3 separate regions of the Sus scrofa genome follow, and regions 1 and 2 are each linked to region 3. A link is a contact called in public HiChIP or PLAC-seq data. All regions are on one chromosome and are shown on one strand. The core of a region is the stretch at or near the end of the contact, and the rest is flanking DNA. Distances in the headings are between cores, read along the strand shown. Region 1 overlaps BORCS5 (a long non-coding RNA gene). Region 2 overlaps BORCS5 (a long non-coding RNA gene). Region 3 holds the start of CDKN1B (cyclin dependent kinase inhibitor 1B).

Region 1 (3,275 bases), core at 696-3,195, 320 kb before region 3:
ATATCCTTGCCCAGGTCCTGGTAGTGCTGCAGACAGTGGAGATACAAAGAAGATGGAGACACACTTGCTGTCCTTTGGGAGCTTATAGCTTTGGGAGTGATTTAGACAGGTAAATATAACTCATAGTGACATAGCCTGTGTAACACTGGTCATGTGCCCAAAAGACTAGGAAGGCCCAGAGGAGGGAATCATTCATTTGACCTTGGAATTTGGGGCCGGCTTCACAGAGGAAGTAACATTGAAGCTGAGCTTTCAGGGACGGATGGAAGGCAGCCACATGGAGAAGACAGGGCCAGGGAGGGTGTCCATGGCTGAAAATCTTCCATGTAGATAACAAGATAAAATTAAAAGATGCCAAATGAATTCTTGACCAAAACTACATCTGGGATATACTGTTTTAATTTTCTGTTCTTAGTCTAAATACCCAAATATATGCAGGTTAAATTCTGATTTTAATTTTAAGCCATATTAAACTCAACTTCTTGGAATAATTATCAGATAGTTTATGTACTGATCATTCATTCTTGTTTGTTTCTCTAAACTTTCAATTTGCGTTCTTTTACAAATTTAAACAAAATACACATGGTTTATTTTAGCTGGTATCCAAGGATATATCCCTTTAAGCAATAACATTTCCTGCCTGAGCTGGGCTTTTATGCCTGGAATATGACAGTGAAGATGAATGTACAGTATATATTTCCTTTTAAGGTTCTGGCTTGTAGTTTCTGCTAAGTGGCAGCCTAGAAACATTCTAAGACTGAATAGTATAAAATTTTGTTAGTCATTTTGAATTTTTCTACTTTTCCAAAAACCACATATAAAAATTCTTCTATTTTAAAACACAGTGGAAAAAAAATAAAACAAAGCACATTGGTATTTGAGACACATGTTTATTTAGGAAAGCCCAGATTTTAAAGATATTCCCAGAATTAAAAAAATTTCTTATCTCCCAGCCCCCAAATTTTAACTGATTATTAGACATTTATTTGATGCTAATTTAATCATATTTGGAACTGGTACTACATCAGCTTTCTCACTTCTGAGCACAGGTAGACATCACATGCTTTCTTAAAGCATGTAATGTTTCATATGTCTATTTATTCATTTAACCAAATTTGCTAAGTAAGGTCTTGCAGTTTATCAGATATTGTCAGTCTAGGGACACAAGAGCGAAAAACACCACTCTTTGCCTGAAGCGCTTACAGGCTAGTGATAAATTGTTGGCAGATAAATTGTGATTCAACAGGGTAATTGCTATAAATAAAGTATAACCCATCAGAGAACCTAAAGGATGGAAGAATTTATTCCGTCTGAAAGAGGCAGGAAACATTGACTGGAACAGCTTTAGAAGAATTTATATTTGTGGTCTTAATAATAATTATTTCCAAAACTTTAAATTATGAATAATAAAGCCACCTGGGGAATTTTTTTTTAATAGGGCAAAAAGACATTAAAACATTTTTTTCATTTTTTAAAGTTTTCTTGAGGTATAGTTGATTTACAGTGTTGTGATAATTTCTGCTGTACAACAAAGTTAAAACTTTTTTTTTTTTTTTTTGTCTTTTTAGGGTCATACCCACGGCATATGGAAGGTCCCAGGCTACGAGTCAAATCGGAGCTATAGCTGCCGGCCTACACCACAGGCGCAGCAACTTGGGATCCGAGCTGCGTCTGTGACCTACACCACAGCTCACAGCAACGCCAGGTCCTTAACCCACTGGAGCAAGCCCAGGGATCGAATTCGAGTCCTCATGGATGCTCATCGGGTTCACTAATCACTGAGCAACGACAGAAACTCCAAAACATTTTTAAAATGCTAGTGAATATCATAGTTCTTTCTCACATTTTGCTGCTTTTTTCCTAAGATGGCTTCCCTCTAGTGTAGTTCAATTTATAACAGTGCTGTGTTTTTGTTTTTAACACTTCTGCCACTAGATGTCACTAGACTAAAACAGTTGGTAAGCTGGAGGAAATTTGCTACAACCTTTGGCCATATTTGCAACGCCTTTGGTTAATTAAATTTACTCTGTACCACCTGGATTTCTCCTAAAACCGAGTCATGGCTTGCTTCGAGCACAAGCTGGTTGGAAAATATGTTCTGTGACACATTAAAACATGTCTGTGACACATTAAAACATGTTCTGTGACACATTAGTAATCTATAATTAGTTATTTTAGTGTTTATCAAGACAGAAAAGGAAAAATTGTACTGTCACAGGAAACTTTCAGTGACCTTAATTTTTTGGAGATAAACTCTGTTTTCAGTCTCACAGTACTCAAGGAAACATATATTACATCAAAATTCCTGAAGAGTTGGGGTTGTGTTTTAATCATCTCTAATTTCTCAGGGCCTGCCACAAAGCTTGGCACTTGGTAGGTATTCAGTAATGTTATTCAGCATTGCAGTAGTATATGAGGGTAGCTAGCATAGGAAAAAAAAAAGATAGGTCCCAAGTCTTCCTTTCGAAAAGTTTCATTTGGGAGACAAGAATCTAGAAAAACATATCCCCCAGCTCAGGGCATTGTGTATTTATTGGATGAGTCCTGCAAGTTGTTAAACTCTATGGGATTTCAGAGGATCAGTAATTGTTGGAAGCTAGGGGCAGTGATTAAAGGTGTCTTCAAGAAAGGGTTTTTAGAGATGAAAAGGGAGGGCAGGTACAAATGAAGAAAGCAATGAGCCAAGGTTCAAGGGTAAGAAGATGTGGGCAGTAAAGATTCAGAAGGATCGAGAACTCAAGGGCTTTGAAATTAAGCCTTATACTTGACTTAATATTTTTTTTGGGGGGGAGAGGACATTAAAGGATATTAGAGTGGGGGAATAATAATATGTTTGGTAATGCTTTGTAGTTTATAAAACATGAGCACTTGAAGAAAGGTGAGTTAAAGATGATTACTCTTTGATTTTAAAATGCTTCTGCTCTAAAGTTTTTAAAACGCACTTCTGGAGTTCCCTGGCGGCCTACTGGTTAAGGATTCAGCTGTTGTCATGGGTGTGGCTCGGGTTACTGCTGCAGCTCAGGTTTGATCCCAGGCCTGGAACTTCCGCTTGCCACGGGTGCAGCCAAAAATAGAATAAAATAAAGTGTGTTAAAAACACTTTCGTTTTAGGAGTTCCCGTCGTGGCGCAGTGGTTAACGAATCCGACTAGGAACCATGAGGTTTCGGGTTCGGTCCCTGCCCTTGCTCAGTGGGTTAACGATCCGGCGTTGCCGTGAGCTGTGGTGTAGGTTGCAGACGCGGCTCGGATCCTGCGTTGCTGTGCCTCTGGCGTA
Region 2 (3,582 bases), core at 150-2,649, 300 kb before region 3:
TTCCTGTTTGCCTCCTATTTTATTTGAAACCTGGTATCACTTAGAGCTTTGGAACACTCCAAACAGAGCTAGCTGTCTACCCAGATTTCTGAGCTCTGAGTACGTCTAGGTGCTTTGGAACTAATGCCTTGATGTCTTAGACAATGAACCAGGAAAACGTGAGCGTATATGCACACGTTTTTCATGTGGACGAGGTTCCTCAGTGCCACTCTGATCAGCAGGTACTGGAATTTGAGCTCATGCTCAGGACCAACCAACCCTGGGAAGTCACTTCTCTGTGCTGACCACTGAGGTTAGCTGCTAATATTCCCTGAAGGAAGGAGACCTAGGGACTGAATTGTTTTCAGTTGCGCCTTTTAATTAACAGAGGAGTGGAACCGAAAGGATTGGGAGGATTACTACCTGACATAGCTCATGTTCCATCATAGTTGGACTACATGGTAAGAATACCAGCACCAACTGATTTTTCCAGCAAGCTAACCAAAAAGAATTCTGAATTGTAGCTTCTTTTTATGTATAGAATAAAATTGCTGGCTTTTCAAAAATTATGCATTAAGTAGTGCTTGGCCAGAGTTGAAATAGTGTAACTTCTGTCTTACTATTTAAAGGTCACCCATTTTTATTCTTTGTTTTCCCCCTGAGTAACAAAAATTCGTTACCCAGAATAGTCTGTAGGGCTTCATTTTCTTTTCTTTTTTTAAAAGCGTAGTTGATTTGCAGTGTTGTGCCATAAGCCTTCATTTTCTTTAGTATTGATGGTCCTCTCTTGGTCCTGAAAACAGAGGTATCTTATTCAGGGAGTTTAAAATGATCAGGTTACTTTATCATGTTATCTTTTACTTACGTTCTTAATAACAGAGACAATTCCTTGTCTTCCTGAAGCTTGTTTGCAAAGACCTGTGCATACATGTAGAGTGCCTTGGGTCATAGAAATGAGGTGTTATGTCATTTGTCTCAGAAGATAACTAATGCATCAAAAACAAGTGACAGGGAAAACAAAATGAGGTTAGTAATCTTGTTGCTTCAAAAGGAGCAAACGTTTTGGGAGAGCAAGTTCTTGCCGGACATCACTAAATAAGAATGAGTTGATGTCACACTTGGCAAGAAGCAACTCTGAAAAAAATTTTTTTTCCATACAAATAGTACAACATGGTGGGGAGGAGGGATTTGAGGGAAAGGGTAAAGAATGATGGGGAAAAAAATAAGTTGGAGAAGGAATGTGAGATCGAGTTGCTTCTACAAAGGAATTACTATGACACAAAAGCCATGTTTGTTTTGTCAGGAGGCATCTGAGTTGGAACATGAACTGATGAAGGAGAGAGATGTTTACCGGGCTCTCCCACACTCCCTCTGTGGTGTTGTTGTGAGGGTTGTGTAACCGCCTTGGCTTGTTTTCAGGGAAGAATGGCCCCTGTAGCTGTTTTGGCTCACTTGAGGGCTGCATCAAGTATGAGGGAAGAAGTCCCTAAAACTCAGTGATATCAAACTCAAAGTGTAATCATTTTGGTTAGGATTTCCAAACACCATGGAGTAATACTGCAGACTGTGGGGAGTATGTGACACCACCTGCCTCCCCCTTTGCAAAATTCTGTGCAACATGGGGAATGGAGACAACCTGATGGCCAATTTCCCATCTTTCTAAGAGCTAGGAAGTGTTACGATTAACCAAATATGTATTGAAATTGGTTGCAGTTACCTGGCTTAGTGAAGGTCTGTGGTCCAGTGTTTTATAACAAGAGTTTGAAAAAAAATTTAAGAAAGGACATATGTCCTATAGATCTTGCTGAAGGAAGTTTCATTTAAATAGATATTTCTTCCCCCCCCCCAAGTTAAAATTGATGACTGTTTGAAATGAACAATAAATAATTTATCCTTAAAAAAAAAAGGGGGAGTTTCCATCATGGTGCAGAGGAAACGAATCCAACTAGGAACCATGAGGTTGCGGGTTCAATCCCTAGCCTTGCTCAGTGGGTTGAGGATCTGGCCTTGCCGTGAGCTGTGGTGTAGGTCACAGACGTGGCTCTGATCTGACGTTGCTGTGGCAGTGGTGTAGGCCAGGAGCTGTAGCTCTGACTGGACCCTAGCCTGGGAACCTCTATATGCCGCGGGTGTGGCCCTAAAAAGCAAAAAATAAATAAAAATAAGAGTTTGGGGAGGGGGTTGGGGCTCTACCGGTGTTTTGGGCAAACCAGTCTTCATTGTGTGGGACTGCCTCTCTGTGTTGGAGGATGATTTCCATCCCTTTCTACTAAACTCCAGTAGTGCCCTGTCTCATTCTTCCAAATCCCACCTCCACTCTACCCCTGCTCCACCCCTGGCCCCAGAGGGGGGCAGAATTAAAACCAGTTTATACTCAGGATTATTAAGCACAGTTTTTCTTTGTTCAAGTTGGTTTGCATAAAGCTCTTGGAAAGTCCTAGAAAGCTGTGCATTTATGATAGAGGTTTCATTCAGAAAAAGACCATTTAAAAAAAGACCATTGGAAAGAAGTTTAGAAAGATGGGTATTAGGGCAGGACACTGCCAACAGAGAAAGAATAACTTTTTTTTTTTTTTTTGTCTCTTTGCCTTTTCTTGGGCCACTCCTGCGGCATATGGAGGTTCCCAGGCTAGGGGTCAAATCGGAGCTGTAGCAGCCAGCCTAGGCCAGAGCCACAGCAACGCAGGATCTGAGCCGCGTCTGAACCTACACCACCGCTCATGGCAACGCCGGATCCTTAACCCACTGAGCAAGGCCAGGGACCGAACCCGCAACCTCATGGTTCCTAGTCGGATTCGTTAACCACTGCGCCACGACGGAACTCCAAGAGAAAGAGTAGCTTCTATCTAGCCCGTCATTGTTCCCTCAAATCTCCAGTTCTGTCAGTGATGTCTCTTTTTCTGAGAGGCGGCAGATATTTAGCCCAGGAGTATAGGCAGAGGAGGAGGTAAGGTAGAGGGAAATAACAGGACAGAGGGACATCAGGGAAGAGGCATGCGTGAAGAAAAGATGTGGATTGGGACATAAAGATGGAAGGCAAGGGGATGATGAAACACAGTAAAGAAACTGAGGGTTTTACATGGCATTGTTAAGCTTACCGTGTTGGTATTTCCCGGGCAATTTTGTGCATCATAGATCTAGAACTTCAAAGGGGAAAACTCATCTGAGGTAACTACATCAGTTAAAGACCTTCTCGTGCATGTTGAATTATAGTATTTACTGTCCCTTGGTAGGTTTGGGTTTTCAAGCCTTGCCTCCGAAAGACTCTGTGTCCTTCTGAGTACTTAGCTAGCAATGTAGAGGTATGGCAGCTGTTGCCTTCATCGTGCCATCCAAATCAGCTTTCAGATGTGTGAAAAGGAAGAGGAACTTTCTGTGAAACCCTGGAGCATTACCAGGTGTATTGTCTTTCTTGCCAAGTGAAAGCAAAAAGGTATTGGCTAGCCTTATCACCTGAAATACAAAAATAGTGCACTGCATAAATCAACTACAGTAAAAAATTTGTTTTCACTGGGGATGAATGTCAGTTGTGTGTGCACATTAGGAGCAATAAGATGTCAGTGGATAACTATGTGGTTTATTGCTCATAGTTATGAGCAAACC
Region 3 (3,509 bases), core at 755-3,254:
GGTAAAAAGAAAGGATTGAGCCACAGGGTTCTGAAGGCTCTCTCCCCCACCCCCTCCAGCTCTTACATTCTGGAGTGCACACGTGAGGCAGGCAGACAAAGTGGACAAACAATATGTGGTTAAGAAAACAAGTTACAAGTCAAACTCATCTGTATCATAGACTCCTAAGAAAACGGCTGTGGACTACTGAAGACACCTAAGAAAACTGTTGTGTACTATTAGAACTGAAGATTAGTTTCCAGTAACGTGTATAATAACTTTGACCCAGACCAAGATCATATATGGGAGTGGGGGAAGGCAGTTAAAGACTCTTTGGGCTCTGTTTCAGATATGATAGCCCTGTTCATCCTGTTTTAACTCCCATCATCTTGCTCAAAATCATATGGATAGGTAGACTTCAAGTTGCCAAGGGGAGCAGAGAAACGCCCAAATAATAATATCAGATCTGAGAACATGGTTGTGGTGGTTGTATAAATCACTTCACAATCTGGACTTTGCGATTACTTTCACCCTTCAGCGACTTGCAGCTCTCTCAAAGCGTTCACTTGTATCTATCTGAATGTTCTGGGTGGGCTGGAGAAGTGAATCTGGTGGGAGAGAAAGGTGAAGGAAGGAAGGGGCTGTTGTATTTGGCGGCGGGACTCAGGTAGAGGAAACTGCTACAAGCCGGGAAAGAACTGAAAAATATAAAAGAGGAGACGAGTTCCCACACGCAGACCAAGTCAGTGGCCTTAACAGTGCTTGGGAAGCAAGAACCTGGGCCAGGGGTGTATCCTCGCTTTTTTAAACGAAATGTATCTGAGACAGCTACTAAGTTTATTAGGGACTTGGGAGACCAATAGAGTTTTTGATCTCGAAGCCCTTTTCTTGTTTTTATTGAGGGAGAGCTTGGGTTCAGAATACATTACAAATGCAGCATCTATTCCAGTCTACTTATAGAAAGACGTCCTCCTGGGCTTCCCCCCTAAGCCCCCTGCCTCCCCTAGAACAGCACAGACTTCTAGGTTAAGGGTGAGCTAACCACTGCTCACCCCCAGCTAAGGCACCCAGGCTCAGGGGCTCCCCGCCTCCCCCGCTGAGCGAGCGGTGGGGGCCCCCCCGGGAGAGAGCCCAGCTGGGGGCCGAGCGCCCAGCGGCGAGCCCAGCTGCCCGCCCCTACCCGCTCGGCGAGCGAGGGGAAAATAAGATCGCCCTCGGCGAGGAGAGGGAGGTCGGGGCTCCGGAGCGGAGCGCAGCGCAGGGACCAGAACCCGCCACCTCTCCGGCCAGGCCCCTCCCCGGCTCCCCGGCCTTTTGGCGAGTTTGTCTTATTTTTAATTTCTCCGAGGCCAGCCAGAGCAGGTTTGCTGGCAGCCCGGCACCTCCAGCAGTCACGCGACCAGTCGAGCTCCCGGCCGCGCGCTCGGCGGCGGCGCGCTCGGGAGGCGGGGAGGCGCAGCGGCGGCTCAGGGGCCACCTTAAGGCCCAGCTCGCCAGTCTCGGCTGGGCGGCTCCCGGCGCCGCGACCAATGATCTCCTCCTCTGTTTAAATAGACTTGCGGTGTCAATCATCTTCTTCTTCGTCAGCCTCCCTTCCACCGCCATATTGGGCAACTAAAAAAAGGGGGCTCGTCTTTTCGGGGTGTTTTTCTCCCCCTCCCCTGTCCCCACTTTCTCGCCGCTCCGCGACTCCGACGCCGGCAAGGTTTGGAGAGCCGCTCGGTCGGCGGGACCCGCGGGCTCGCAGCGGCGGGGACTCGGACTGGCTCTGCCCCCTCCTCTCTCCGCTGCGCTCCTCTCCCCTCCCCTCCCCGCCCTCCAGCTCGCCCGTACACTTGATCGGCGGAGACTCGGGGCTGCCTGGCCCGGGCTGCCCCTCGCCCCCTCCCCCAGCCCCAGCGCGCTCCTGACGCTCGGGCGCTTACTCGTCGGTGTTTGTTTCTCTTGGCTCGGAGGGCAGCCGCAGGGCTTATAAGAGGGGCTCGGGCTGGGTCGAGGCGTTTTGTTTTGTTCGGTTTTGTTTTGCGAGAGCGCGAGAGAGGCGGTCGCCGAGCCCCGGGAGGAAGATGTCAAACGTGAGAGTGTCTAACGGGAGCCCGAGCCTGGAGCGGATGGACGCCAGACAGGCGGAGTACCCCAAGCCCTCGGCCTGCCGAAACCTCTTCGGCCCGGTCAATCACGAAGAGTTAACCCGGGACTTGGAGAAGCACTGCAGAGACATGGAAGAGGCCAGCCAGCGCAAGTGGAATTTTGATTTTCAGAATCACAAGCCCCTGGAGGGCAAATACGAGTGGCAGGAGGTGGAAAAGGGCAGCTTGCCCGAGTTCTACTACAGACCCCCGCGGCCACCCAAAGGCGCCTGCAAGGTGCCGGCGCAGGAGGGCCAGGGTGTCAGCGGGACCCGCCAGGCGGTGCCTTTAATTGGGTCTCAGGCCAACTCAGAGGACACACATTTGGTAGACCAAAAGACTGATGCACCGGACAGCCAGACGGGGTTAGCGGAGCAGTGCACTGGGATAAGGAAGCGACCTGCCACAGACGGTAATGACCCTTTCGAATGCATGAAACGTCTGTTTGTCTGCCTCTCTCTGTTTGTCTGCCGTGCTGTTTTCCCTGCTTGAGGATCTTAAACCTCCGCTTTCTTTTCAGCGCATTCTGACTTAGCTCTTGGGGAACACACCTTCCTCATCTTAGGTTTTAAATGCTATTTGGCTAGCTGCTGGTCTGTTTATGACTTTTAAGTCTGAAGCATGAGACTGTGCTATCTGATAATTTCTCTAACTGAAAACATCGCGGCTCCTCCCCGCTAGCCAGCTGTAGGTATGTGACAACGTTGGGATGTTTATCAACCACCTCCCTCTTCGCTTTGGAGAGAGAGAGATTTGGGGCGTAGAATACACTTTCTGTTATGTGAAAACAACCTCATTTTGTGCCCTTAAAGGCCACTGGGAATGACGGATCCAGGATGGTGGGTGGAGGTGGTGGGTTTTTTGTCCCCTCAGTATCGAGCCAACTTGTGTCAGCCATTGTTTTTTCTAATAAAGATTATTTGTGTGTGTTCTTTTTAAAATTCCCTCCTGCCTTTAGATTCCTCTCCTCAAAACAAAAGAGCCAACAGAACAGAAGAAAATGTTTCAGACGGTTCCCCGAACTCGGCTTCAGTGGAGCAGACGCCCAAGAAGCCCGGCCTCAGAAGGCGTCAAACGTAAACTGCTCGGTGGGTTGATCACTGGAAGCAAATAAGTGACACCCGATTTGGGCTGAAGGAACTCATGGGTTTTCAAACACCAAGATACCCGATCTTAGTGGTGTCTGGCAGATTAGAGCTTGTGGGGTTTTGTTTGTATTTTATGAGGTCCAAAAAAAGGAGGAATGGGAAAGACTGGGCATCAGGGTGGGGGTACTATAATTCTTCCCAGTTTCTCTGTCCTGAGATCATTTTCCTTTGAAGCTCCCAATGATTAGAGCAAGTGTCCCAGGCAAATACTTGCAACCAAGGCCCTGTGGGTAGGAAGGTCAGTTCCCTGAGA

What was found. HiChIP or PLAC-seq counts read pairs in DNA pulled down with a chosen protein or histone mark.
Region 1: an H3K27ac HiChIP or PLAC-seq map of alveolar macrophages shows a contact between it and region 3. The contact joins the enhancer-like site here to the promoter of CDKN1B in region 3. A contact is called at or near these places in 1 of 5 promoter capture datasets (fetal skeletal muscle), 9 of 47 Hi-C or Micro-C datasets (blood, embryonic fibroblasts, epiblast stem cells and 4 more) and 2 of 2 datasets of contacts at active chromatin or transcription factors (alveolar macrophages and skeletal muscle).
Region 2: a contact with region 3 is called in an H3K27ac HiChIP or PLAC-seq map of skeletal muscle. The contact joins the enhancer-like site here to the promoter of CDKN1B in region 3. A contact is called at or near these places in 1 of 5 promoter capture datasets (fetal skeletal muscle), 3 of 47 Hi-C or Micro-C datasets (embryonic fibroblasts, liver and skeletal muscle) and 2 of 2 datasets of contacts at active chromatin or transcription factors (alveolar macrophages and skeletal muscle).

The regions. Positions count from the first base shown.
Region 1 is chr5:60,051,686-60,054,960 of Sscrofa11.1, reverse strand. All of the region lies in intron 2 of BORCS5 (a long non-coding RNA gene), which reads left to right. Among named protein-coding and RNA genes, the nearest start is that of BORCS5, 20 kb to the left of the region's middle. Within about 2 kb of position 1,945, at least 9 of the 83 cell types and tissues checked have an H3K27ac peak or open chromatin away from gene starts, as enhancers often do. A contact at or near this core is called in alveolar macrophages and liver, where this site is marked.
Region 2 is chr5:60,029,343-60,032,924 of Sscrofa11.1, reverse strand. All of the region lies in intron 2 of BORCS5 (a long non-coding RNA gene), which reads left to right. Among named protein-coding and RNA genes, the nearest start is that of BORCS5, 42 kb to the left of the region's middle. Within about 2 kb of position 1,399, at least 15 of the 83 cell types and tissues checked have an H3K27ac peak or open chromatin away from gene starts, as enhancers often do. A contact at or near this core is called in fetal skeletal muscle and skeletal muscle, where this site is marked.
Region 3 is chr5:59,734,326-59,737,834 of Sscrofa11.1, reverse strand. It overlaps CDKN1B (cyclin dependent kinase inhibitor 1B), which reads left to right and starts at 2,004. Exons shown (of 3, transcript NM_214316.1): 1 at 2,004-2,520; 2 at 3,067-3,196. The coding sequence starts at 2,046. The coding sequence ends at 3,188.